7 separate regions of the Mus musculus genome follow, and all the other regions are linked to region 1. Evidence: chromatin contacts called from public HiChIP or PLAC-seq, Micro-C, capture Hi-C and promoter capture Hi-C data. All regions are on one chromosome and are shown on one strand. Each heading gives the region's core, a stretch centred on a gene start, on an enhancer-like site or on the middle of the called end of the contact. The rest is flanking DNA. Distances are from core to core; before and after follow the strand shown. Region 1 holds the start of Sumo2 (small ubiquitin-like modifier 2). Region 2 holds the start of Unk (unkempt family zinc finger). Region 3 holds the start of Rab37 (RAB37, member RAS oncogene family). Region 4 holds the start of Nat9 (N-acetyltransferase 9 (GCN5-related, putative)). Region 5 holds the start of Myo15b (myosin XVB). Region 6 overlaps Llgl2 (LLGL2 scribble cell polarity complex component). Region 7 holds the start of Tsen54 (tRNA splicing endonuclease subunit 54).

Region 1 (3,583 bases), core at 312-2,811:
AGTCTTGACTCCTTCCTGTTGAAAGAAAAATAAGAGTGTAATTTGGAAACTGTGAAACACAAACACCTTTAAAGAAGCTGCGGGCCCGAACGCTTCAGAATCAACAGGTTTCTCTCAGGCTCTCCAACAGCATACAGCTGTTCCCAGCCCCTGGGCTGAAAGATCAGAAACCCTGCACAAAGTGTTACAAGTCTGGTACAGAAGCACTGATACTAGCAAGGCAACAATACACTTAGAAACTCCTTGCATAATTTGTGATGCATCTGAGGTTAAATTTTCTAAAATGGCATTATTTCCTGTCATCGCCCAAATTTGTCGCTTCCCATAAACACCAGTGTCCTTTCTCTTTTCAAAGCTACAACTACTAGAGTCGGTTTGGGGTGGGAGTGAGAAAACCATACCTTGTATTTCAAATTTTACTGCTACCTTCTTGATAAAAGTTAGCAAACTCTGCTCAATGATATCAAATGAACATATCTTTAAAAAAAAAAAACCGAACACACTCAACTGAGGGATATCCCGAGTCTCCCTTTTTACATCTTCCGATTAACGTTCGACTATATAACTGCTTCATTTTCAGTTCAGAGCTTATTTTCCCCCTCTCCTTTGCTGTCATGGCTGCAATACAGTCTTCGTGCAAGTATTCCCGTACATTGCAACCCCAACAGCAGTTCAGCAAATCAAATGTTTATGTCCAAGGATTCGATTCGTCCATCCTGTGTCCCCCTCCAAATAGAGTCGGGGCCAGAGAGTGCCCTGCCCTGGACTGATGCTGGTCCCCTAGTCCGCAGCCAAGAGTAGCCCGTGCCTCCGAGGGCGCGTTCTCAAGTTGAGCCCGTGTCTCTCTGCTCGCACCTAAGCCTCCAACCACAACAAGCCACATGGTTCCCGCCAGGGTGCGGGTTTCTGGGCGCACGGCGGAGAGCGCAGCCCCTCCCCCGCGGGCCCCTTGGGCCTCGAGCCGGACCGACTCTGGAATCCCCCACTCGGGGTTGCCGGAGCACACACCACCGATCCGGCGCGGCCCCAGCCCCGAGAGGGAAACCCCGGGCCGCACGACTCCCGCCTTCGCCGCCGCCCCAGACCCCGCGCGCCCAACGCTTTCCTTACACGCGCCGGGCGCCGCCGAGGAGCCAGCGCGGGGCCGCCGGGCCCGCGGGCTCCCGCGAAGCGCCGCCTGCCCGCCTCGCGCCGCGCCGCGCGCGCTCCGAGGGCCTGGGGGCGGGGGAGGGCGCCGGGCCTCCTCGGGCGCGGGCGGGAGGAAGAGAGCGAGAGAGGAAAATGGCGCGGAGCGCCGGGCCTGAGCCGCCGCTGGCCCCGTGGGGGGCCCCGGGCAGGCAGGGAAGCCCGCGGCGGGCTTCGGCCGGACCCCGGGCCGCGCCACCCACCGGTCCGCACGGTGAGGCGCAGCCGGCCGCCGCGAGCTCACCTTGGGTTTCTCGTCGGCCATGGCGAGCGCCGGAGTCTCCTCAGCTGCCGCTTCACAAAAGAGGCACCGGGTCCGCACTGAGGGAGCGCACAAGCAGCACCAGGAGCGGCAGGAGGAGGCGGCAGCGGTGGACGAGGCAGAGGGCGCGCGCACGTCGTGCGCTTCCCTCCCCCCGCCCTGCGTGCGCGAGCACGAGCATCCGGGGCTTCTCATTGGCTGCCGCTTCGCGGGAGCGCGCAACGCTTACATAACCACCCCTCCTCCTCCCCCCCACGGCCCGCGCCTCCGCCGCCTGGGCCAGGCGCCCGCCAGGTCGGCGGGAAGAGGCGCGGACACGCGCACCAGTCCCGCCGCGGGGGCGCGCCTGGCTCTGGGCGGGGCTGTATTGTCCTCCTTCTTTGGTGGAGCATAATCAAAATGGCTTCCAGCTGGTCCTCGGCGAGGACAGGAAGGCGCGTGGCCTTAGACGTGGGGTGAGCCTAGGTCGAGAACGGAAGGCCAACTCCACGTAGAAGGGGGCATCTCCATCAAAAAAGCAGCAGCGGGTTGTGAGAAAAACTCCTGTTCAGTAGGACAAATGCAACTCCCCCCTGCACATCAAACTTCCCAGTCCCTTCGTCCTTCCCCATCAACCAGCTTCCCACCCGGGAGCCTCAAATGTCTTCCAACCTGTTGGGAACCCTACTCTTGCTGTGGAAAACTGTTCTTATAGCCACTCAAAGGATTCCTTGCTTGTGGCCTGCCTCCCAACTTCCAGAGAACACAGTCCATCAGGGGAGCCGACCCAACCTGAAGCTCACGGGCCCATCAATCATTTCGTCCCTTAATCCAGTACAAAGTAGGAGTAGGATCCTCGCATTTGAAGAAAATCCTGCCCTCTGCTGTGCATGCCACCCTGTGGCTCTCACTTGGTGTTTTTATTTCCTGTACCCCTGTATTTTCTTCTACTACTGTGTTCCCACAGAGGGGGGAAATACCACGATTACATTACCACCATAGTGCTTCTTCTCGACCAAACAGCTTGAAAAAATGCCCATGCCAGCTGCTCCACCCCCTCAACTCCCACTCACTCCTCAATCCACTGCAATCTGTTGTTGTCCTCTTAGCTCCACTAGAACTCTCCACAAGGTCACCTTTGCTGAAACCAGTAATACGTCCCGTTTCTCACCCCTACTCAACTCCCTTCGACTCTGCACAAAACAGGCTTTTTTTTTCTGTCACCTTAGGCCAGTGGTAGCACACCTTAATCTTTTTTTCTTTATTAAACTTTATTTTAATTGTTTCTTTGAGTTTTAGTACAGACTTTTTCTGGTTTTTGGGTTTTTTTGTTTTTTTGTTTTTTTTTTTTTTTTTTTTGGTTTTTCGAGACAGGGTTTCTCTGTATAGCATTGGCTGTCCTAGAACTCACTCTGTAGACCAGCCTGGCCTCAAATTCAGAAATCCCCCTGCCTCTGCCTCCCAAGTGCTGGGATTAAAGGCATGTGCCACCACTGCAGCTAGTATAGACTTTTAAAAATTACTATATTTCCTCTACAGGGACGTATGAATCCCTTCCAATATCATCTACTTTCTAAACTCTCCTTTTCTAACTTTTTTTTTAATCCTCCTTGCATGTCTGTGGTGGCATAGGTGTTTAATCCCAGCACTAGGGAGGCAGAGGCAGGTGGGTCTCTGTGCTCTAGGCCGGACAGGTCTACAGACTGAGTTCCAGAAAAGCCAGGGCTACACAAAGAAACCCTGTTTTGAGAAACAAAAACAAAAAGATAAAAATTAAAAAGAAGACAGACAGGGCAACACAGAGAAACCCTGTCTCGAAAAACCAAAAATAAATAAATAAATAAATGAATAAATAAATAAAAGAAAAAGAAAAATTCCTTCTTTTGGGCGGGGCCTAGTGACACAAGTCATTTTAATCCCTACACTAGGAAAGCAAGATAAACAGATCTGTGTGTATTTGCGTATTCCAGATAGGCTGACAGCCAAGGCTACACAGTGAGACCCTGTCTTTGTGTGCCCATCTGGAGGTCAGAGGGTAACTTGTAGGCTTTGGTCTTTTCTTCCATTTTGTTGGTTCTAGGGACTAAAGTCAGCTTATCAGACTTTCTAACAAGGAAGCATCTCACCAGCCCCAAAGCTGTGACTTTTTTTTTTTAA
Region 2 (3,583 bases), core at 779-3,278, 490 kb after region 1:
GACAGGGTTTCTCTGTATAGCCCTGGCTGTCCTGGAACGACCAGGCTGGCCTCGAACTCAGAAATCCACCTGACTCTGTCTCCCAAGTTCTGGGATTAAAGGCTTGTGCAGCCGGGTAGTGGTGTCTCACAGGGTTTTTTGTTTTTTTTTTTTTTTTGTTTTTCCTTTGTCCTGAATTGATCAATGGGAGGGAAAGCTGCAAAGGAAATGGGGAGGAGCTGAAAGTACAGTCAGATCAACACAAGACAAATAAGCAGAGGGTCAGGAGCATGCTGTAGCCCGAACCTCAGATTCACTGTAGCTGAAATGATCTTCGGTTCCTGATTCCGCTGCTTCCATCCCATATTAGTGCTGGAGTTATAGATGAGTGACCCTTCACATGTTTGCTGCTGGAGACTGAACTCTGCCTTCTTGCTTGCTTCTACCAAAGGTTACGCCCCAGCCCAGAGATCCCACTCGGGTTAGCTTTAACAAGGCTAACTTGATCCCATTTAACAAAACAAGTAGGTTTTGAAAACAATGGATTTGACTAAGTGTGGTGGTGCAAGCCTGGAATCCCAGCTTTTGGGAGCCAGAGGCAGGCAAGTCTATGTAAATTCAAGTCTAGCCTGATCTACATATCAAGTTTCAAGCCTGCTGGGGCTACATAAGTAAGATCCTGCCTCAAAACCACAAACATGTACTCACAAACCAAAAATAAAAAAGAATTTGATATAGATTGAACATAGAAAACAAGGTCAAATGGGAAGTATTACATATCTATGATGGACATTTTTATTATTTTATTATTATTCGTGGAGTGGGTTCTCTCCTACCACCTGTACATCAGTCCCAGAGATCCCACTTGGGTTTGCAGCCTAGGGAAGCAAGCACCTTTACCCCTACTCATCTCCAACCTGTTGTTGTTTGGTTGTTCTTGTTCGGGTTTTTAGACAGACTGACAGCTCTGGCTGACCTAGAACTACCAACGGATGCCACCAGGCTTTGAATTCAGAGATCCACCTTCCGTTGCTTCCTGAGTGCTGGGACCGAGATACATGCCACCGTGTTGGTTTTTGAGATAGGGTTTTAGTACATAGCCTAGCTTGGCCTGGAACTTGTGACTTTCCTCCCTCAGGATGTACCCCTATATCCAGCCTGTAGAAAGTCATTTCATAAAACCATATTCCTAAATGTGAGGCAATTGCCTTGCATTTCCCCGGAACAGAAAGGTTTTTTTCCAGAAAAGGGAACTAGAATGGACTAGAACATTTTTTTTTCCTCAGCCCCTGGCCCTTCTCATGTAGTCTATCACTATACTTCTCAACAATTTACCAAAGTGCCTAAGAGACTACTCTAGATAGAGATTAGGTTCTCCCTTGGACCTTAACCTACTGGAAACAAGGTATTTGGGCCAACCACTGAGTTCAGAAGGAGCCCAAGTGGAGGGGTTCCAGGTTTCAGGGTTGATAAATGTTAATGATGCCCAGGAACAATATGGTGTATTGTAATTTTTAAAAACAAAACAAAGCAACAACAATAAAAAGCTTCTTCAAACTGTCTGCTAGCCTGCATACTTTCTCTGGTGATTTACAGGTTACTATATTATGAAAATATTGGCTGACTAGCTTGCTGGCTCCGAGGCAATGCTCTAGACTGACTTTAGAAACGGTGCGCCAACTGTACTGGTAGGGAGGCAAGGCAATTACTGCACTGCATTTGGAACATTCTCCGTGGAGTTGTTTCAGGCCTCCCTAACTGGTTCCTTGCTCTCCGGAGGATCCAGTTTAAAGGTAGAGTTCACCTCCGACCACACTGACAATGCTCAGGTAATAGTTAAGAGTGACTAGACTACAATTACCACAAGGCATTGCGGATCCTCAGCATCCGGGACACCGTCCGCAAAGATCTCTGGGTATTGTGGTCTTGCACTTTAGCAGCGACACTGTGCCAACGGTAAAATTTCACCGGAAAGGAGGACCACAACTCCCAGCAACCTTTGCTGCTGTGCGGGGGGTCTTCACGTTCTCGTGGCGCGGCGCAGGCGCTGTGGGTCTTCGGCGCGGACCGCGCAGACTGAATAATAAAAGGGGAGCGGCGAAGAGGCAGGAAGACAGGACCATGTCGAAGGGCCCCGGGCCCGGCGGCTCGGCAGCTTCCTCGGCGCCCCCGGCCGCTACCGCTCAGGTGCTGCAGGCACAGCCCGAGAAACCGCAGCACTACACGTACGTAGAGCCCCCCCCGCCGCGCGCGCACGCCTGACGTCAGCGGCCAGCGTGAGTCACGCGCGCAGGGAGAGCGCGAGGCTGTCCCCCCCCCCCTTCCTCCGGCTCGGCCCAGACCGGTTCCAACCTGCTGGGACCGGTCCCAGCTTACTTCAACTGTCACCAACCTCTGGTCGGGCAGTGGGGCGGGAAACTCGGTCCCAGCCTCCGAGTCGGAAAGGCAGGAGCGCGGGTCCCGAATCCACACTTCTCAGGCCAGGCCTCAGAGGCCTGACGGTCTCAGACATAAAACCCGACAAGTCCACGACATGACAAGTGGAAGTCTGTACCAACCAGCACGAGACCTGTCTAGAAATGACTGTTTGCTTGAAGTCTCGGGAGGAGACTCTGTGCACCGGAGGCCTTTTGTATCTTTAAGGCCTGTTAGATTGTCCACGAGGATCACCCATGCTTGAATTCCCTTAAACAGTCAAACGTGCAGAAATGGGCTCACTCCGTGCAGGCTGTACTGTCTAGCTTGAGTCAGCGACATCCGGGGTGTTAATGGTTGCAGACCCCTTCAGCATCGGGCAGGCAAGGGAGCCTCATCGTAACTGGCCTAAATGAGATTGCCACAATGTAAAAACTGCATGTGTACAAGCTTAGGTCCCTGCCTTCCTTGCTGTCATGTCACAGTAGGCCTAGGTTCTGTGAGACAAAGGCCAATGCTGTAGTTCCTCTTGTAAAGCCCTGTTGGTTTCCGTTCCCTGCTGTGTGCCAGGAGTGTCCCTACTGGGTGCCTGAGTGATGGGCCAGTTTAGGAGATCCCAACCTGTGGAAATGTCAGAACCCGAGAGATTGAACAACACTCCAGCGTCCAGCCAGGAGCTGGCAGCATCCGAACTAAAGTCAGGCAGAAGCAGCTCTGGTTCAACACTTTTGGGAGTTGGGACAGGGGAACATTGGTTATAGAAAATGTATTGGTTTCTTCAAATGACTAGTGTTGGCTGACGTCATCCAAACTTGACTGTAACTCAGGTTAGCCTTTCAAGTATGGTGGTCATCAGTTGGTCCTTTCTTACTGGAGTTCTCTCTCACTCTGCAACCTTGCCATTGCTTTTGATAAGAAGGTCTAACATCAGAATAACATCACTTATCTGGTCACACACAAAAATTTGTAAACTTAGTGGAACTGTGAAAAACATCTACATTTGTTTATTTGTATGTGAGTCTGTGGGAACACTCACGCAGCGCCACATGCAGGTGTGGAGGTCAAAACAGTCTGAAGGAATTGGTTCTCTCCTTTTACCTGGAGGGTTCCAGGCATTGAATTCAGTTGGCTAAGCCTGGCCACTGCTCTGTGCTCTCACAGTCAGGACCTTGTGTTGTAGGGTTAAACT
Region 3 (3,583 bases), core at 444-2,943, 380 kb before region 1:
CGTCCCTGTTCCTTGGAGTCATCAAATATTCCTGTCTCTACCTCTGGCTTCACGAGGCTGTCTTCTAGCCATTTGCTTTAAACCTTTCCCCATCACACAGTCACACTGGGTTAGGGGCTTGTCTCAGTTAATTTTCCCGTTGCTGTGATAAAATACCCGGACACAAACAGCGTGTGAAGAAGGGAAGTTTGGTTAGATTCCATCGAGACGGGGGAAGCCCCAGCAGCAGGAGCCTGAGGCAGCTAACCTCAAACAAGCAACAGAGAACAAGAGGTGTGATCTCTTCCTTTTCATGCTGCCCTCCTCTGGAGTGGGTCTTCCCACCTCGGTCAACCTAATTAAGATATTCCCTCACAGCATGACTCTAGGGCCTGCCAAGTTAATGATCAGTATTAACCATCACGGAACCCCTATTCCAGTATGGCCCAGTTCTAACCTACATCTCTAATGTTCCTGTTGCCAAGGAAGGCCACACACATTTTGGGTACCAGTGCCTAGGACTTCAGCATATCTCTTGGGGGACACGATGTACCCCCACAACATTAGTTTTCAGTGGACGGTGAGCAAGGGGCAAGCCACTACCCCTCTCCAATTCCCACCTCGACAAAGTCACCTCCATCCAGGCTCCGGGATCTCCTCTCAGCTGTCATGAAATAGTTCCTGCTGATGTACACAGCCATTTCCCAAGTCATAGTCACCCCAAAGCCAGCCCTCACTGCCCTCACCTAAAAAGTTGAGGGGCCCAACCCCCTTCCTACACCCCGCATCCAGTCCCCGCATCCTGTTCCTTTCTATACAGCGTTGAGATGTTGAAAAGTTGGCCCACAAGCTACTGAACCCTGGTATGTGCAACCCCAGATTCTCCATATCCCCCGTCATCCGGAGCTGCAGGGTTCCTGGGCTGTACTAGAAACAGCTCAAAACGACCCACGACTTCATGAATTCCTGTGGCACCCACTCGGTGGCTAGGCCTAGGCCTTCCCTGAATAATGTTGGCCCTATCTTGTCCCCTTGGAAAGATGGGCTTCAAGAGCTCACCTTCCCGTGGTGGGAGGACATCAGGGGCTTAGACTAACAAATGAGGGAGAAACATGGCAAAGAGCTCCAAGTGTTAGCACCACCCAGGAGCTCCCCAGATGGTCAGTGCGCTCCAAGGTGAGTGTCGGTGAAAAAGTAGGCTCAGATGAGCTGAGGTCTATCAGAACCGCTTGGGTGCTAGTCTCAGAATGCAACTTCCTGTCCAACATTGTTCAGGGACGTCCCCAGCTTCTTGCCTGCAGGTAAGTACCGGACTGTCAACTGGCTGGAGCTCGGGCGCGCCCTGCTGGCCACTGCATTGCCGCAGTAGGAAACCAAGCCCCACACCTTCCGCAGCTAGCTGGGTCTCCCGGGTCCGCAGCCTCGATGGCAATCTAACTTCACCACTGCGACCTTAATGGGCTGGTCCTGTAGCAGGACTCATTCCGTGCTGTAAGAGCACTAAACTAGGCTAATGTCTCTCAGGGGGACTGCCACTCCCTAGGGTGTGCATTCTGCGAGTCTCAGACGTCCTGGCTGGCGTCGTCGAGGGGATGGCGGGACGGAGGGAGGAGTCTATCAGGGTCCGAGCCGGTTGGTGGATGGGGAGGGAGGAGTGGGCGGAGCCTAGGGCAGGGCGGTTCCTCGCTCTCCCTCGCTTGCTTCGAGCCGGGCTCACCTCTGACTGTCCGGGGACATGACTGGCACACCAGGAGCTGCTACCGCTGGGGATGGCGAGGCCCCTGAGCGCTCCCCGCCCTTCAGCCCGAACTACGATCTCACCGGCAAGGTGGGTGGGCTCTGCGCTCAGTGCTGGGGACCCCCCAGGCCGGCACTTAGGGACATCCCTCCCGATGTCCTTTGCCTTAGGACCCTGTCCTTCCCTGTCTACACCCCTCTTCTGGAAGTGTCAGCTGGGTCTCTGGTCTGGGGCATAACCCCTGGGCTCATCCCAGTCTCTAGGGTTCTAGGCTGACCTCGGAGGGCATGGGGTAAGGCAGATCTGAAAGACTAAGACTCCCCCACCCTAGGAACAAAAACCCAGTTCCTTCTGCCACACTTTGGAATACTGGGAGACAGGGACTCTCTGAAGACACAGACAGGGCATCCCCGCCTTCAGAGGCATCTCAAGGTTAATGCCCTTTTTGAGCTAAGCCTCAAAAAGTGACACCTGTCACAGGCGTGCAGTGCTTTGGGTCCCCACTCAGCGGTACATCCCACCCTTCCCCTCCCCACTGCCTCCAGACATAGACTCACAGCTCCTTCCCAACACCCCAGGCTGCATGTAGCCAGCCTACAAGTCCACTTGGGAATTTTCAGAAGCTGAGAAAGAACATGGCAATTAGTGACCATGGCCCACTCTCCCCCTCCCCCCGCCCGGCCCCCCGACGACCTTAAAGGCAACTCTCTGGGGTGCATACATTCTGCAGGAATGCCCTGAATAAAAGGATGTCTGTCACCACCTCTCTTATTGGTGTCCTTGGCTTAAGCAAGTACATGGAACTCTAAAAAGAGATGCTGAGCCAGCCAGCCTCTTGCACTATTTTTCTACAGGGTTTAGGAGAGAGAAGTAAGAGCTATGCCAGGTAGAAGTGATGCCTGGTCTTGAAGGGTACCTGCCTCTTTCAGGGTCTTGGTTCCTCTCAAACACCAGATCTCACTCTCACTAGGAGCTTCACATCTCCACCCCCTAGGGTTTCAGGGGAAGCCAGTCAGCCAGCCTACCCACCCAGAGACGTTGAGATAGGCGTCCTGTGTGGGCTTGTGGCAGGAAATGGGGCTCTAAGTCCTCAGGGGAGGGGAGTTGCTGATGGCCAGCCCCCACCCCCAGGCTGATGGGGATCTCCTGACCTCCTAGCCCTGCAGGACAACTGAGCTGTTTACCTAGGAGGTGGCAAGGCTGAGCAGCTGTTTGTGTTTGGTGGACTTGATGGGCTGGGTGACCGGCTGCATCATTTGCTCAAGGCAGCTGTGATCTGTAAAGTACACAAATACCGGTATTCGCCTGCCTCCCTCCCTCCCTCCCCCTGTATGGCTGGGGCCCCAGAGCCATCAGAGTGCCTGCTGGGAGCACCTGCAAAATAGCTGACCCCCAGCCTGCCAGGCTTGGCCCAGTCCTGAGTCTGTAGCTGTGGGAAAAGAGCATGATGAGAAAAGATCCTTGGAGCACCTTAGGTCTGGGGTCTTGGGCACTCTTCTTAAGTGGTCCCCATCAATCTTGTCGTTAGTCATTGACAAGCTCCAGAAAGGCTGCAAAGGAACGAGCCCCACTCCCCCACCCCACCCCCACTTTCCTCCTACTATGGTGGGCAAGCCGATGAAAATTTCCCCAAAGCACACAGTAGGGTTTTTATAATTCGGGAACTCAGCCTTGCATCCCTTCCTTTCCGACCCACTCTGACATCTCTGCCCCACAATCAACTAATCAGGCCCAAGACCCCATAGCTAAGGAAGAAAAGCTTTTTAGCTTTGTGGCTCCGCTATCAAGTTCAGAGAGCCCTGAGCAATTCCAACCTTATTAGCAGTCTAACCAGACGGCTGGGAACATTCCAGTGTTGAGTCTACA
Region 4 (3,583 bases), core at 762-3,261, 350 kb before region 1:
AAGGTACAAACAAACAAGAATCTGACACTGGGTGTGGTGGCGCATGCTTTAGTCCCAGCACCAGGGAGGCAAAGGCAGGTAGGTCTCTTTCTATAGCCTACATAGTTCTAGGCCAGCCAGGACTACCCAGTGAGTCCCTGTCTCTAAATAAATATACATAAATTTAAAAATAAAATAAAATACGGATGTGACATCCGCTCTTTTCTGGTTTTGCCCACACAGGATAAGTGCTGTGGAAGTAAGGACGTTAGTCATTTTCACTCTATGTCTAAACACATTGTAGCTGGGCAGTGGTGGCGCACGCCTTTGATCCCAGCACTTGGGAGGCAGAGACAGGTGGATTTCTGAGTTCGAGGCCAGCATGGTCTACAAAGTGAGTTCCAGGACAGCCAGGGCTACACAGAGAAACAGAGAAACCCTATCTCGGGGGGGGGGGGGGGGATAAAAACAAAAACATTGTAGGTATTCAGTTAATATATAATCGATTAAAAAAATACCCCACTCAAAAAAAGAAAAAGAAAAACCACAAAAAGTCTGAGTTTGTGCTTTCTGAGGTGAAGTGGGTATGGGTAGGCAGGAAAGGTAGGTTCTTTTCTCAGGCAGCAGCAGAGAGGGTAGCTCTAGGGGCCCAGCTTCCCACCCAGGTAATATAAAACCAAACACTCCCCCAGTTCCTGAGGGTAAGGGTATGCCAGTCCAGCCCAGCAAAGAGGGCTGAGGAGACCTCTACAAGGCAGGGTGACAGATCTCCCCAATGCAAAACTATTGTCCCCTACAGAGCCAGCTTCTCAATCTGTCAGATGTTTGCCAACTAACCTCACAAAGAGTCCCTGAATCTCACTTCTGGCCTTTAAACAGTAGGCATCAAAATAATGAATTCAACATCTGGGACAAGCACACGTTAAGTCTCCAGAGGATACCAGGGAACGCCATAAGTAATTTAGAACGAGGGAAGAAGACATGGCTTTGTTTTTTTGTTACACACACATCTAGATGATGTAATCCCTCATTGAAAAGCCAAAAAGAAAGCAGAGAGATGGATGACAAGGAAAATAAATGAAAAATGAGCCCTCCACTTCAGCTTTATTCCTCCTGCATGTAATTCCCACCCCCAACCCCCCACTTTGAGTCACAGTCTCATTAAGTATCCCTAGCTGGCCTGGAACTTATTATATTGCCCAGGCTAGCCTCAATCTCACGGAAGAGATGGACCTGCCTCTGTCTCCCAAGTGTTGGGCCAGAATCAAAGGTGTACAGCACCACACAAGTGACGTTTGTTAAACAAGACAGGCTCCTAGATTAAGGCACCCTGTTTCCAATTGCCCTCCACGCTACAACCAGTCGGGTAATGAGTTAGTTACCTGGGCACATGCTCGGAGGTGTAGGGTACCAGGACCACCTTCTTGCCCACTAGCATGGTGTTCTGATTCAGCTTCATTGTAGCTGCCTACTAGTGGGGAGAGTTAAAGACTTCAGAGCCCCCATAGTGTCTTCCCACGCAGGGTGGAACTCTTTCTGTAGCAGTGGAGCTATGTTGACAGAAGAGCGTCCTGCCTTCCCCTCACAACTACGTGAAAGAACGGGGATTCTAAAACTCTTGTAAGAGAAAGAGCCGAAGTGGTCAATACATCTGGGCTCTCACCCAGGGGCCAAGTTCTGGCTCGGTTTCCAGCCCATTCCTACACAACATGCCCGTCCACCCCCAAATGACCTGTTAATCCTTTTTTTAACCTGTTTCCAACCCTAGCCTCCAGCGTCCAGAGTCCACGTCACTCGGCTCTGGCCCTTCCGTTTTCCTGTCCCCAAGCCCCACTCAAAGTTCTCAGGCCTCAGCCCTTTGCGTGGTTCCTCGGCCGTCTAAGCGCTGTAGTTTGCAAACTGCAAAGCTCACAACCACCCCCTGCCGAGGAAGGCGTCCCCAACGACAGGCGTCAGCGTCTGTCCCGGAGAAACAGGCTTTCCGCATGCGCGTAGAGGGGCTTGCTGTCCGCTTCCGCCAGGCAGACGGCAGCCGCAAAGCCCAATCCCGGCCCCGCCCCCGCGAGGCATCCAATCAACGCACTGCGCCCCTCCCCACGCGCTCGCTTGGACGGGGGACTGGGAAGCGTGCGCGTGCGCGTAGCGGGCGCTGGTGCGGGGCCGCTGGTGCCGGGTGGCAGCTGCAGAGCTGGAGGCGGTGGCCACTGTGCCTGGAAGCTAGCTGTGCTGCAGGTCTGGGACGGGCAGGAGGGCAGGACAGGGTGAAGATGGATGTGAATTTTAGAGTTTCACCTGGAAGGGAGGGGAAGGGGAGACTGAGGGACCGGCTCTGGAGAAGAGAGGGGAGGCTTAAGGGTGGGAAACCCTAAGGCAAAGCAAAAGGCAGGTGTCGGTGCGCGAGGCCCCATTTAAAAGAAGAGGCTTTGGGACAAGGAGTTAGGATGGAGGGGCGACCTTGGAAAAGCTGACTCCCGCTGTGGGCGGAGAAGCAGACAGCTGTGTGGGCTGTCCTGTGTAGTAGTGAGCTCATAGATAATGAAACGGACGTAAGCACTTTAGGGTAAAGGGGGCTGTGATGGTTAGTGAGGCTTAGAGGCCCGGAAAGCCCCTTCAGTCACTTGGAGTGTGAGCAGCATCCAGGCACCGAGAAGTGCCTTGCATAGCAAATCAAGTTAGAAGACATGGTCCAGGAAGCCGCGTCCCACCAAGGCTGTCTCATGGCAGATAGGGAGACCAAAGTGTCTGAGTTAAAAGGGCTACAGGTGAAAGCGGCAGACTGCAAACCCCCCACCCCCAGTCTCATCTCTGCAGTTAGAGAACTAAAGTCTACTCTTTTGTCTTAGGAGCTGCGGCTGCTGCTGCCACTGCATAGAAGTAACCTCTTGGGCCAGCCCTTCCTCACTCTCTGGAGATGGCAGGCGAGATCACAGAGACCGGAGAGCTCTATTCTCCTTATGTGAGTTCTTCTCCATAAATGTGTTCTGCTCACCACCATGCTCCTGGTTTCTAGAGAAGCCCACTGCTATCTGTGGACTATACTAATTATGGCCCTGGTTTAAATAGACCCTGGTGAAAAACACAACGGAAACTCCACATAGCTCCAGTCAGGTTCAGCTGTCTTAGCTAGACTCTATATATCAGGCTCGTTCCTCATTTGTTTATAATTTTTTAAAGCTTTTATTTTAAATGATGTGTCTACGTATGGATATGTGCATGCCTGTCAAATCCAAAAGAGGGCACCAGATGCCCTGGAGTTAGTTGTCGATGGTTGGATGCTGCTCAGTGTAAGTGCTGGAAGTGAACTCGGGTCCTCTGCAGGAGCAGCAGGTACTCTTAACTGCTGAGCTGTTTCTCCAGGCCAGTTCTCCTTTTAGACACCTATCAGAGAGCATCAAGCCAAATAGTAGTTAACTTGCTAGTCTCCCATAATATCTATCTCAGGACTCCCACAGATGACACACAGTTCTGCCAGTCAGCTGGGCAGTCACCAACAGCTGTCGCCATGGAGTTGTGTTCCTCTCAGTAGTCAGCAGCCTCTTTCTTCCTTCGCTAAATTCTAAATTGCACAACTCTTGTGGTCTTGGATGTTGAAAGAGGTGGTGAA
Region 5 (3,583 bases), core at 538-3,037, 320 kb after region 1:
TACAGAGGCACATGACCTGGTGGGTGCAAGCAATTAGGGCATAGTTGGTAGCAGGAACACCTGGCTACTTGGTTGAGGAACACCCCCCTCCCCCAGTTTAGCTCTGGCTGTCCTAGGACTCGCTCTGCAGACCAGCCTGCTGGGAACTCAGAGATCCACCTGCCTCTACCTCTGAGTGCTGGGGTAAAAGGCCTGTGCCAGTACCACAGCCCACAAACTTCAGTGAAAGAGAGAGAGAGAGAGAGAGAGAGAGAGAGAGAGAGAGAGAGAGAGAGAGAGAGAGAAACACCATCAGAAGGAGCTTGATAGCACAGGCTCACTTGGGAGGCAGTTCAGGCTAGCCTGGTCTACATTGCGAGTTCCAGGACAGCCAGTACTATGTAGAGAGACCCTGTCTCAAAAAATAAAAATTAAAATAAAGGTAAATAAATATCCACCAAAGGGCCTACAAGTTAGCTCAGTGGCACTTGCCACCAAGCCTGACCACTTGGGTTCAGTCTCCAGGCCACACAGGTTGGAAGGAAAGAACTGACTCCTGTAAGCTGGCTGCTGTCTGATCACACTCAAGGACTGTGGTATGAGAGTACACAGTGTGCAGGTGCATGCAGGCGTGCGAGCAGGTGCGCACACACACACAAAGAAATACAACTAAAAATCCACCAAGATCCCAGCACTTAGGAGGCAGAGGCAGGCAGCCAGCTGGTCTAGACTGGTCTACACAGTGAGTTCCAAGACAACCAGAACTGTACAGTGAAACCCTGTCTTGAAAACAAAACAAACAAAAATCTATCAATAGCAACTAGTTAGACTACAGTGCATGAATTCGTCATGATGCTGAACAACTGAAAAGACAGAGGAGAGAAACTAAGTGTTTTACAAAACCCCGGGGCCAGGCAGGGTGGGGAGGCCTTTCATCCCAGCACTTTGGAGGCAGAGGCAGGCAGATCTCTTAGTTCAAGGGTAGCTTGGTCTACAGAGAGAGTTTCAGGACAGCCAAGGCTACAAAACCCTGTACCGAAATTAATTAAAAGGGCTGGAGAGATGGCTCAGTGGTTAAGAGCACTGACTGCTCTTCCAGAGGTCCTGAGTTCAATTCCCAGCAACCACATGGTGGCTCACAACCATCTCTAATGGGATCTGATGCCCTCTTCTGGTCTGCCCAAAGACAGCAACAGTGTACTCACATACATGAAATAAATAAATACCTTGTAGGCAAGCCTTTTGAATGAAAGAGCATTGCACAGTATTCTCGATGGGTGGCAGTATTGTAGCCAATGAGGTTTATCGAAGACGTGATTATTGCTAATTGAAAAAGCAGTGGGGGGAGAGGGGCTGGAGAGATGGCTCAGCAGTTAAGAGCACTGGCTGCTCTTTCAGAGGTCCTGAGTTCAATTCCCAGCAACCACATGGTGGCTCACAACCATCTGAAGGGAATCCAATGCCCTCTTCTGTTGTGTCTGAAGACAGCTACAGTGTACTCATATAAATAAATATATCTTTAAAGATAAAAGAAAAAGCAGTGGGGAGGGCTAGGCATGTAACTCGGTTAGCAGAGGACTTGGCTGGAATCCACAGGGCCCTCCTCAGCCTTGTAGGGAAAAGATCCAGGAAGATCTCCTGACAACTAACGGTACTACTCCTTTGGGGCTGGAGAGCCAGCAGAGCAATGCTGGAGGACACTGGCTGCTCTTCTATAGGTCTGGGATTTGATTCCTGTCCCCCATGAGTCTAGTTTCAGTCCAAAAGTGTGCACAGTTCAAGGTATATACTCGTATCATATCCACTTTTTAGTAAGTTATATTTCACAACGGAAAAGAAGAGAACGCCCAAGTGTCCCCTGCCCAGTCCCATAGCCACAATCCCTTGTCTCCTGGAGAAGCCCCCATGTAAAACAACTTCATTCCGCCCCTCTTGGCAGGCCGGTAGTGAGGCTGAAGTAGAGCCTGGCTCCTCAGTCTGGCCTAGTGCCAGGCTGACCTGCCTGGCAAGGAGTCATGGCGTCGTCGCCCTGTCCATGGCCTTTGTCCACAGCGGCAGCGTCTCCTCTTTCCTCCGCTTCCACTCCATTGTTGACCAACCGGGTCAGGACCCGCTGCCTCCTGCATTATTGATGATGCTGCCCAGGAGGGGAGACTCCAGGAGGGGGACAGATTGAGCCCATAACCCTGCAGGAGCAGAAAGCATCTATAGCAACCGAGGCCTCAGGGCACCCATGGGCAGTCAGATCAGATCAGAAGGCAAAAGGATCAGGACATCGGGAAGTCAGTCATGGGCAGAAGTAAGGGCAAAGCGCCCCACCGCCGGCCTCGACCTGGAAGACCAGCCTCAGCCGAGCTGGAGTCTGGGTCCGCCAGCGCCGACTGCGCCCCAAGCCCGGACCGCAGGCCTGCCCGCAGCAAAGCCCGCAAGAACAAGCCCGCTACGGAGCACGAGGCCACTGGAGGCAAGGGGACCGCTGGAGGCCAGAGGAAGCACACCGGAGAGGGGAACCACCGCTGCAGAACATCACAGGAGACCCAGGAGAGGCAGAGCAGCTCGCAGCGTCTGAGACACGGACCCACGGAGAGCCGTGACTCCGGGGACAGTTGTGGGGAGCACACGGAGGAACAGGGAATCCCCAGGGAAGAAGTGAGGACAGGCAAACGCGGCCGCCGCAGGAGAGGAAAGGATCGGGGACCTTTGACTCGGCGAGGTCACGGAGAGACTCCTGGCAGGGATGGGGACACGTCGGGCGGGGATGGTGGCAGCTCGTGTCTGGACAGTGAAGCCCGCGAGGCCCAGGACAGCAGCAGCCAGGGCGGTGGAGCCCCGGAGCGGCCACCCAAAATGGAACCTTCGGATCCCAGGTCAGAAGGCGCTCCAATCAGAGGACCCAGCTCAACTCAGGTACAGGGCAAATGCCCTGGCAGCAACCATCCAGGCAGCGAAGGACACGCCTTGGAGCTCCAGAGCAAGGAAGGGTCGTCGGGGACGGGGCCTCAAAGAGCGAGTGACGATTCCCGGACAGATACAGACTCGAGCCCCGGGTGGGCTGGGCACAGACATCTCCCACAGAAGATCCCAGGAACCTCAAGTGGCATCCCTGAGTCCCAGGAGATAGAGCTGGGGAGGGAAGCTGCAGCCTCCAGCGTCCCCAGAGGCTCTCAGAGTCCCCAGGACTCTAGCGCGATTGTAGACACCAGTGATGTCGGGGCACAGCCAAAGGCTGAGCTGCTGGGCACCGAGCCTGAGACAGCGGGGGCTCCCGGGGCTCAGCTCCTCCAGGTCGGAGAGGTGACGAGAAAGGCGCTTGTGGTTGCGGGAGAGAGCGACGCGGGAGCCAGAGAGCGATCGCGTGCAGGGGACCCAGGGCCCCGGGACCGGACGCCACTGGCTGCGCTCGTAGTGCTGCGCAGGCTGCGTCCGAGGCCCCCAGCCGGCGCGTCTCCCCAGTTCGCTGGTGGCATCCGCGTGGGTCTCAAGGCGCGGCTGCAGCGCGTGGCGCGGGCCCTGGGCTTCCTGCGTTGGCTGCGACTGCGGGTAGAGCGACGTCGGACAGAGGCGCGGGCCGCGAGCCCGCGGGAGTGTAAGGAGCGCGGCCGCG
Region 6 (3,583 bases), core at 546-3,045, 300 kb after region 1:
GGGTGCAGTGTGAGTGTGTGTGGAGGGGGGGGTGGATAAAGCAGGAAAGTGAGCATTCAGGAGGACTGTGGGGTCTCAGCCAGGAGCAGTAAAAATTTATTTAGAGGAGTGTTGCACCTGGACTTTTTTGAAGACAAGGTCTCATTATGTAGCCTTGGCTAGCCTGGAGTTTGCTATGTAGACCAGGCTAGCCTTCAATTCAGAGATCTACTTGCCTCCACCTAACGCCAACCCTCTCAAATACTAAGATTAAAGGCTCACGGTATACCCCACTGTGCCCGGTCACTCTGACCATTTTGATGAGAACAGGATCATGGTGAAGCATCTAGTCCAATGACGAGTATTGACCTAGCACCTGATAGCCCCATTCACTCACTGTGAGGCCTTGGCACAGCTCTAGAATGGAGATGATCTTAGATTTCGATTTAGGTTGAGGGAGACGTAAACAGAGCCAGCGTGACGTGAAGGGCTGTACACGTGTGTCCACCGAGTGCTTGGCTAAACGCCACAGAATCAAAGGTGCATGGGCTGTTGTCAGACTCCACACAGGAATTCCTCATGTGCAGGTTAGGGTCCGCGCCTGCACAGTGGCTACTCACGGTGTGGTCACATCTGGGAGTGCCACCCTGAAGGTCAGGCTGTCAGGCAGCGTGTCGTGGGCAATGCGTGCAACAACAGAACAGTGGCATCGCCCGCCACACGACAGATGCCCAAACAGCTTACAGATCCCAGCTTCTAAACCAGTTCTAGGCCTTTCCACAGAGCCAGCAAGATGCCTCACACAAAACGGGGACGCTGCCCTAGCTAGGGCCATGAGGGTTACCTGTCCTTGGCCAGGAGTTGTGACCATGACCAGAAAAAGGGGCTGGCTGCCAGGGGACCAAGTCTAGCTCAGGGGCTGGGTGCCAGGCATCAGGGCTGGGTGTTAACAGTGGTTGGGGCAGGGAACTGGAGCCATATAGCCGGGCCTTGGTTCTGATTCAGCTCTCACCACGTGACCATGTAGACATTGATTAGCCTGTCTATTCCTCAGTTTCCTCTTCCGTGAAGTGGGGTTGCTAAGCACCCTAATGGAGGCTGGTGCAGTGGACAGGTTTCATGGCTCTATTTATTTTAGTTTGTTTCCTATATGTATGCATGTTATGCCTTCATGTATGTATGGGCACCACATGCGTGGCTGGTGCTTCCAGAGATCAGAAGCTCCTGGAACTGGAGTTAGGGATGGCTGTGTCCCATCATGTGGGTGCTGGAACTGGTTCTGTGTCCTCTGCAAGAGCAGCAAGTGCTTTTCACTGCTGAGCCATCTCTCCAGCCCCATGTTCAATCGCTTCTTATGGGCAGCATCAAGTAGCATGGTTTGCTCGGAGCTCAGTGTCTTTACCTGCTGTCTACCACTTGTACCCTCTTAGCACACTCACCTCCAACCCAGTCAGGCAGCTTAGGTTCCCACTGAAGACTAGCTAAGGGAACAGGGACTACCTCAGGGGCTGGACGGACGTCCTGGTCTTAGTGAAACCCTGCTCCTTGAACATTGTTTGGGGCCTGCTTGCCCCTCTGGTGAAACCCAGGCACCCACTAGTAGCCACACCCCAGTGTGAGCAGACCTAGGCCTAGGTGCCTGCGCTGGACTGCTGCAGAATAACACACCCCCCTCAGAACCCTCCCCACCACCACACCTCCCAAATCAAATAAATGGTGTGTTTCTAACCAACTAGGCCCGCCCAGCCCAGACCACATCGTTTTGTTGTGGCTTTTGCCTACATGGGCACCAGTGTCAGATGACAACCACACAGAGAGGCCAAGTTGCTTGGGCCAGGAATCTGAGCTTACCACACCCAGTATCTGGCAGAGCCACTGCAGGCAGGTGGATCTGCCCCTCCTCCCTCCTCCCTCCTCCCTCCTGAGGCCCTCAGCAGCTTCTGGGAGCTCTCCTCTCAGCCCCTGACAGACACTACAGGGTCCCCAAAGCCGTGGGCTTGGAGGACAGTCCTCCCCAGCTGAGTGTAAGGGTGAAGGGCAACACCCGCTACCCACCCACCCCCACCTCTCACAATCTGACAGGGACTTGGGCTAATATTACAGTCTGGCGGCTTCTGTTCATCTTTGCTCTCCTTTCCCTGTCAAAAGAGCCCATTGTTCTCTTCTCCCTTAGCAGAGGTCACCTGAGCCCAGGTAGCAGGACAGGACAGGACAGGACAGAGGCTGAGGAGACAACGGGAGGGAGAACTGCAGAGCGTTGGTCCACCTTCTTGTTTTAGAGTTCTCTGGGGTCTGGGAATCCTATGCTTGGGGTATCCCCAGGCTCTACCTGCTGCCCACGTGCTCTGGATTACAGGGGGGAGGGGACAGGACACTCTCTTGGCGGCTCCACAACACTCTGTGGGCGGCTCCTTTGAGAAAGGCCACCTCACCCTTTAGGGACCTAACTAAGGCGGGGGATTACTAGCATGTAGAACTTACACTCAGGGGACTCCGAACCTTGAAAGTTTACAAGAGTCTTAGCTGCTGTGGAAGGGACACCAGTGTGGGCAGGGCACTTAGGTGCCGGGTAGTTGGGACCTTCCCTTCCCTGCTTTCCCCAGGACACACCCAGGCTTCCTAGTTCCTCCTTGTTTCCTCCCTGGGTTCTGAGCCACATCCTTCCTTCTTATCCCAGCAGGGGCCACTGAGCCTTCCGTGTGCCCCACCCACAGGGCTCACAGGGCTCAGGCCTGGCTTGGCCTCCTCTAAGGAGTCAGCTCATGTGGGCCCTGTCCAGGGAAAGTCATGGGAGCCTATGTCCCTTGTTTTGCTTTTGAGAGAGCCTTGGTCCCTCAGTGTTGTCAGCTGGATAAGATGCCCTGGGGGCGGGGGCACACTGCAGAATACTAAGGACCCTAGCAGCCAGCCGCAGCCTAGGGACAGTTCTCACACTGGGGTGAGCAATCAGAACACACACTCTGTATTCACAAGATGCCTCGTGTTCAGTCCAAGGACACACTGCTCAGGGCATCCTGAATGTCATTCTGGTGAGCCTGACTGGGTGCCTGTTCTCAACTGGCCTTTGGAAGGACAGGGAGGAGTGGTCACAGTCCTTGGGACTCTGAAGGAAGTAAGAGATGGGGGATGCCCAACCTTTGCAGCAGGAAGGATTCAAGCAGGATTGTTGAACTGCTTAAGAGCTGACGGGGCAGGTCGTGGCCTCAGAGGCCAGAAATCTGAAAATGTGTTTCTCTTTGACTTGACTTCCCTGAGGATGCGAAGTCAGAATATTCTAGGGTAGTATGTTGGTCCAGTAAGATTACAATAGGAGACTGGGCTGTGTACACCTTTAATCCCAGCACCCGGGAGACAGAGGCAGGGGGATCTCTGTGAGTTTGAGGCCAGCTTGCTTGGTCTACAGAGTGAGTTCCAGGACAACCAGGGCTACACAGAGAAACCCTGTCTTGAAAGACAAACAAACAAATAAACAAAGAATATAATAGGAGCCATGTATATAACTTAAAATTTCTAGCATTAAATAATCAGATTTAATTTAGATAAGAATTCTGTTTAATATACTCAAAATATTATCTTTACATGTAGGCAATACAGCTATTAGTAA
Region 7 (3,583 bases), core at 565-3,064, 280 kb after region 1:
CTAATCCTTTCTCACTGCGTCTGTGGTGGGAGAGAGCAGCTGGGTAGAGATCCAGGACAGAGAGCTTGGACAGGCTGGCCAACTACCTCCCAAGCCTGAACCTGAAACCCCAACTCGACTTCCCGCACAAACCCTTAAGTCAGTTCCTCAGTGGCGGTGATTTTGTTGCCAGAATCTTGTGGCAAGAGACTCGTGCAGGCCTGGGGGCCCAGGTGGGGAACCACTCATTCCTCAGAAGTTCCAAGCCCAAGCCGGAGGGCACTCCCCCTCAAAGCCCGCGACCCGCACTGGGAGAGAGTGCTCCTGGCAGTGCCTGGGGTCGGCTGGCTCCCCCTCCCCTTGGAATGCCCCTCTAGCGCGGCGCAGCTCCCCGCAGCCAAGCCCAGATAAGGCCGACCCCGGGAACAAAGCGGCAAGAGGGACCCGGAGAGTCAAGCGTCCGAGGAATAGATAGAGGAGAACGAAAAGGGGGGCTCGAGGAAGGCGGAAGGAGCAGAGAGATGGAGGAGCCCGCCGATCAGACAAGAAAAGTTAGTTTGCGTCTGCTCTCAAGGGTCCTGACCCCTGGCCCGGGACCCGGCAGTCTCACCTCTCCCGGCCGCCCCGCCGGGGGTCCGGCTGGCTGTGCTCAGTCTCAGGCACTCTGGACTCTGGTTCTCACTGTCCCCCGCAACCCCTTTCTCCTCCTTTCCAAGGCCGGCTCGGCGCCTCCCGCAGGAAATCCCGCCCCTCCCCCCTCCCTCCCGCCGGATCGGGAGCCGGGGACCGTCCTGGCCGCACAGTTGGATTGTCAATCAACACCCTGGTCCCCGCCCCATCTTCACTAGGCCCCGCCCCCGCCAGCCAGTCCAGAGCCGAGCCACTGGTTGGATCAGCGCATGCGCGCAGGTGAAGCTGCTTAGGGGTGCAAAGTGGCGGGTGAGAGGCGGGGTGGATGAGGTTTCGTGCTGCTGTGTCCTGTCCGGGGATCCCGAGAGAACTGGGTTCTGGTCTAGATCAAAAGGTGAAGTGTGAATGTATAGGAGAGAAAATAGGATGTTTTGGCAGTTGAACCTGAGGACCCCCCCCCCCCACTAGGGGTGGGGATCACTTCCTCTTTGCCCCATCCTTTCCCGGGTTGCCCGCAGCGACCTTCGTCCACACTCAGAGACCTATAGCTGCTGGCTGGAGCAACGGTGCCACCTAGTGGTGAGCGTCAGTGCGACTCAGGATGTCACGGCGGGGACCCCAGCCTCGAGGAGGTGCTTTCGGAGTCTGGGGTGGCGATTCAGCACCAGTGTGAGCCGGACAGCGCCTCCACCCCTGGCCTTTGAACCCTGCTTCAGAGCCCCTAAGAAGAGATTTTTTTTTTTTGGCCCACCGTGAAGGAACTCCATAAGTCTTTGGTCCACTCCTAACATTCCCATATGGCCTCCAGTTTGCAAAGCTGGTGTCTGGGGGCTCACTGCTCTCCTCTCTCTACGCATCTCTTTCCTGCTGGTGGTAGGACACAAAGACATTCAGGGCTGCAGAGATGAGAGTAACATATTTGATTATCCATGCTACATCCAGTAGCCAGGTAAAGTTATACTAAAGAAGGGAGGAGCCCCCAGAAGCGCTGGAAACGGAATAGGTGAGTTTTTGCACATCTGGAAACCTGCACATCGAGCTGGGTCCCGCGGCCCGGGGTACACGTGTGCCGACAGGTGTTAGGACACACACGGGGCAGGTAGGAAGGCGCGAGGCTCGAGGGTGGCTTTATGATCCCGAGGAGCGAGCGGGTCGAAGGCGCTAGGACCGCGCGGAATGCCGGGGTGGGCGGGGCTTCGCGGTGCGCGCGCAGCCGCAGACAGCGGCCCGATGGAGCCCGAACCCGAACCCGGGTCGGTGGAGGTTCCCGCGGGGCGTGTGCTCAGGTGCTACCCGGCCCGGGGGATGGCGTGGGGTGCGTGGGACCCGGGAGCGAGCGGGGTGGCCTCTGTGCTGATCACGTGTTCCCGGCTCTCCCCAGCGCCTCGGAGCTCCGCGCCGCGCGCTCGCGGTCCCAGAAGCTACCACAGCGGTCGCATGGCCCCAAGGACTTCCTCCCGGACGGCTCGGAGGCCCAGGCGGAGCGGCTGCGCCTGTGTCGCCAAGAGCTGTGGCAGCTGCTGGCGGAGGAGCGCGTGGAGCGCCTGTGAGAGGGGCTGGGCCGGGCCGGGTCAGGCCGGGTGGGCGGAGGCCGGGGACTGCCCGTGCAGACCGAGACGCCCCTTCCCCACTCCTCGCCAGGGGCAGCTTGGTGGCCGCGGAGTGGAAACCAGAAGAGGGCTTTGTGGAGTTGACGTCTCCTGCGGTGAGCGGCCCGGGCATCTCCGCGGCTGGGGGACCCCCTTCCTCTGTCCGCTTAGCTGCTTTGTGACACTTGGTCTGCTGCCGCACAGGGGAAATTCTGGCAGACCATGGGCTACTCAGAGGAAGGACGGCAGCGACTTCACCCCGAAGAGGCTTTGTATCTGCTGGAGTGTGTAAGTGGGGTCCTGGAGGCGTGGGGAAAGGGGTCCCGACTAATGGAATGGGAAGGATACGGTTTGGTGGACCAGGAGGAATTCAGAATTATGTTTTCAGTGAAGTTATGTGTGGACTTTGAGAACAGAAGAGGATACCACTGGACAGCGGGAGTTCTAATCCTCTCATTGTTTGTCCTGGTCATGCAGTGATGCTTGAGTGTGTGGGGAAAGGGTCAGAGCCAAGAAGGTGACTGGCTTGGGCACTGCAGGAAGGGTACACAGCTAAGCTCTTGGTCCACTTCCAGGGTTCGATTCAGCTCTTCTACCAAGACCTCCCACTGTCTATCCAAGAGGCATACCAGCTGCTGCTGACAGAGGACACCTTGAGTTTCCTGCAGTACCAGGTATCTGCCTCCCAAGGTGACTCTTATTTGCCAAGTCAGTGAGTCCTGACAGGTGCCTTTGAGGCTTCGAACACAGAGCCACAAGCCAGGGCTGTAGGTGAGACAGCCTGTGATCACACGGGCTTATATTCAAATGGAGACTGTCAGGTTTGGGGGATTTGTATTGTTGATAAGTTATTAAACAACACGTGTGCCCAGAAGAGGAGATAGACTTGAAAGAGTGAAATCTCCTTTGAGGATGGTATTTGCTTATTTATTTTTAGTGCTTCTGGGAAGTGAAGCCAGCAGCCCATGCCTGCTAGCAAACACTCCAGCACTGAGCTGTATAGCCCCTACCCTCTTGTTTATGTTTTGAGATAGGGACTTTCAAAATTGCACAGGCTGGCCATGAACTCACTCTGTACCCCAGGCTGGTCATGAGTTTATGCTCAAACTCTCTAGTAGCTGGGATGACAACCTTGAACCAGCAGGCCTGGTGAGGATGATACTTAAAATGGAATGTGGTCCATGCAGTCCCAAGATTTGGAACCTAGGGCCATATAGGAGGGAGGTTTTGAGTGGTAGAGGAAATGGCTTTGTGTCACTGGTCTTTGCTACTTTGTGGGTTCTTCTTTTTCCCACCCTTTGTGCCCCCGGTTTCATCTCTTATCACTCGATAGGAGAAAAAGGAGGAGAGAGGGGAGAGAGACTCTGAGTGTAATTTCTCTCTCG

What was found. Promoter capture Hi-C pulls out the DNA fragments that hold promoters and counts their contacts. Hi-C and Micro-C count contacts between places; a contact is called where the count stands out from the background. HiChIP or PLAC-seq counts read pairs in DNA pulled down with a chosen protein or histone mark. Capture Hi-C pulls out chosen DNA fragments and counts their contacts.
Region 2: a Micro-C map of embryonic stem cells shows a contact between it and region 1, with 5 times the contacts expected there. The contact joins the promoter of Unk here to the promoter of Sumo2 in region 1. A contact is called at or near these places in 2 of 39 promoter capture datasets (liver and neural stem cells), 2 of 484 Hi-C or Micro-C datasets (B cells and embryonic stem cells) and 3 of 115 datasets of contacts at active chromatin or transcription factors (T-cell acute lymphoblastic leukemia, effector CD8 T cells and pancreatic cancer cells).
Region 3: a promoter capture Hi-C map of stem cell-derived epiblast-like cells shows a contact between it and region 1, with 2.9 times the contacts expected there. The contact joins the promoter of Rab37 here to the promoter of Sumo2 in region 1. A contact is called at or near these places in 4 of 39 promoter capture datasets (embryonic stem cells, liver, pre-B cells and 1 more), 2 of 484 Hi-C or Micro-C datasets (both in embryonic stem cells), 3 of 115 datasets of contacts at active chromatin or transcription factors (acute myeloid leukemia, bone marrow-derived macrophages and pancreatic cancer cells) and 1 of 9 other capture datasets (pancreatic islet).
Region 4: a Micro-C map of embryonic stem cells shows a contact between it and region 1, with 1.8 times the contacts expected there. The contact joins the promoter of Nat9 here to the promoter of Sumo2 in region 1. A contact is called at or near these places in 1 of 39 promoter capture datasets (stem cell-derived epiblast-like cells) and 1 of 484 Hi-C or Micro-C datasets (embryonic stem cells).
Region 5: a contact with region 1 is called in a capture Hi-C map of embryonic stem cells, with 2.7 times the contacts expected there. The contact joins the promoter of Myo15b here to the promoter of Sumo2 in region 1. A contact is called at or near these places in 3 of 39 promoter capture datasets (cranial neural crest, hippocampal neurons and liver), 7 of 115 datasets of contacts at active chromatin or transcription factors (bone marrow-derived macrophages, embryonic stem cells, fetal liver and 2 more) and 1 of 9 other capture datasets (embryonic stem cells).
Region 6: a contact with region 1 is called in an H3K27ac HiChIP or PLAC-seq map of hepatocytes, with 4 times the contacts expected there. The contact joins the enhancer-like site here to the promoter of Sumo2 in region 1. A contact is called at or near these places in 1 of 39 promoter capture datasets (embryonic stem cells), 1 of 484 Hi-C or Micro-C datasets (bone marrow-derived macrophages), 10 of 115 datasets of contacts at active chromatin or transcription factors (bone marrow-derived macrophages, embryonic forebrain, embryonic stem cells and 4 more) and 3 of 9 other capture datasets (adipose tissue, liver and macrophages).
Region 7: an H3K4me3 HiChIP or PLAC-seq map of bone marrow-derived macrophages shows a contact between it and region 1, with 2.8 times the contacts expected there. The contact joins the promoter of Tsen54 here to the promoter of Sumo2 in region 1. A contact is called at or near these places in 6 of 39 promoter capture datasets (the C10 cell line, embryonic stem cells, erythroid cells and 3 more), 1 of 15 datasets of contacts at CTCF or cohesin (large pre-B cells), 11 of 484 Hi-C or Micro-C datasets (B cells, the G1E-ER4 cell line, Th2 cells and 6 more), 17 of 115 datasets of contacts at active chromatin or transcription factors (CD8 T cells, T-cell acute lymphoblastic leukemia, astrocytes and 10 more) and 4 of 9 other capture datasets (adipose tissue, liver, macrophages and 1 more).

Annotation. Positions count from the first base shown.
Region 1 is chr11:115,534,669-115,538,251 of GRCm38.p6, forward strand. Sumo2 (small ubiquitin-like modifier 2) reads right to left here and starts at 1,562. Exons shown (of 4, transcript NM_133354.2): 1 at 1,430-1,562; 2 at 1-15. The coding sequence starts at 1,450.
Region 2 is chr11:116,028,288-116,031,870 of GRCm38.p6, forward strand. Unk (unkempt family zinc finger) reads left to right here and starts at 2,029. Exons shown (of 16, transcript NM_172569.4): 1 at 2,029-2,204. The coding sequence starts at 2,101.
Region 3 is chr11:115,152,485-115,156,067 of GRCm38.p6, forward strand. It overlaps Rab37 (RAB37, member RAS oncogene family), which reads left to right and starts at 1,694. Exons shown (of 9, transcript NM_021411.4): 1 at 1,694-1,807. The coding sequence starts at 1,715.
Region 4 is chr11:115,185,388-115,188,970 of GRCm38.p6, forward strand. Nat9 (N-acetyltransferase 9 (GCN5-related, putative)) reads right to left here and starts at 2,012. Exons shown (of 7, transcript NM_025400.4): 1 at 1,732-2,012; 2 at 1,362-1,450. The coding sequence starts at 1,438. It overlaps Tmem104 (transmembrane protein 104), which reads left to right and starts at 2,100. Exons shown (of 10, transcript NM_001033393.2): 1 at 2,100-2,211; 2 at 2,823-2,935. The coding sequence starts at 2,891.
Region 5 is chr11:115,856,138-115,859,720 of GRCm38.p6, forward strand. It overlaps Myo15b (myosin XVB), which reads left to right and starts at 1,788. Exons shown (of 64, transcript NM_001384233.1): 1 at 1,788-3,583. The coding sequence starts at 2,269.
Region 6 is chr11:115,837,291-115,840,873 of GRCm38.p6, forward strand. All of the region lies in intron 2 of Llgl2 (LLGL2 scribble cell polarity complex component), which reads left to right. Among named protein-coding and RNA genes, the nearest start is that of Llgl2, 15 kb to the left of the region's middle. Within about 2 kb of position 1,796, at least 68 of the 459 cell types and tissues checked have an H3K27ac peak or open chromatin away from gene starts, as enhancers often do. A contact at or near this core is called in embryonic stem cells, hepatocytes, liver and 2 more, where this site is marked.
Region 7 is chr11:115,812,925-115,816,507 of GRCm38.p6, forward strand. It overlaps Tsen54 (tRNA splicing endonuclease subunit 54), which reads left to right and starts at 1,815. Exons shown (of 11, transcript NM_029557.1): 1 at 1,815-1,895; 2 at 1,991-2,155; 3 at 2,251-2,314; 4 at 2,403-2,486; 5 at 2,774-2,872. The coding sequence starts at 1,840. It overlaps Caskin2 (CASK-interacting protein 2), which reads right to left and starts at 668. Exons shown (of 20, transcript NM_080643.2): 1 at 590-668.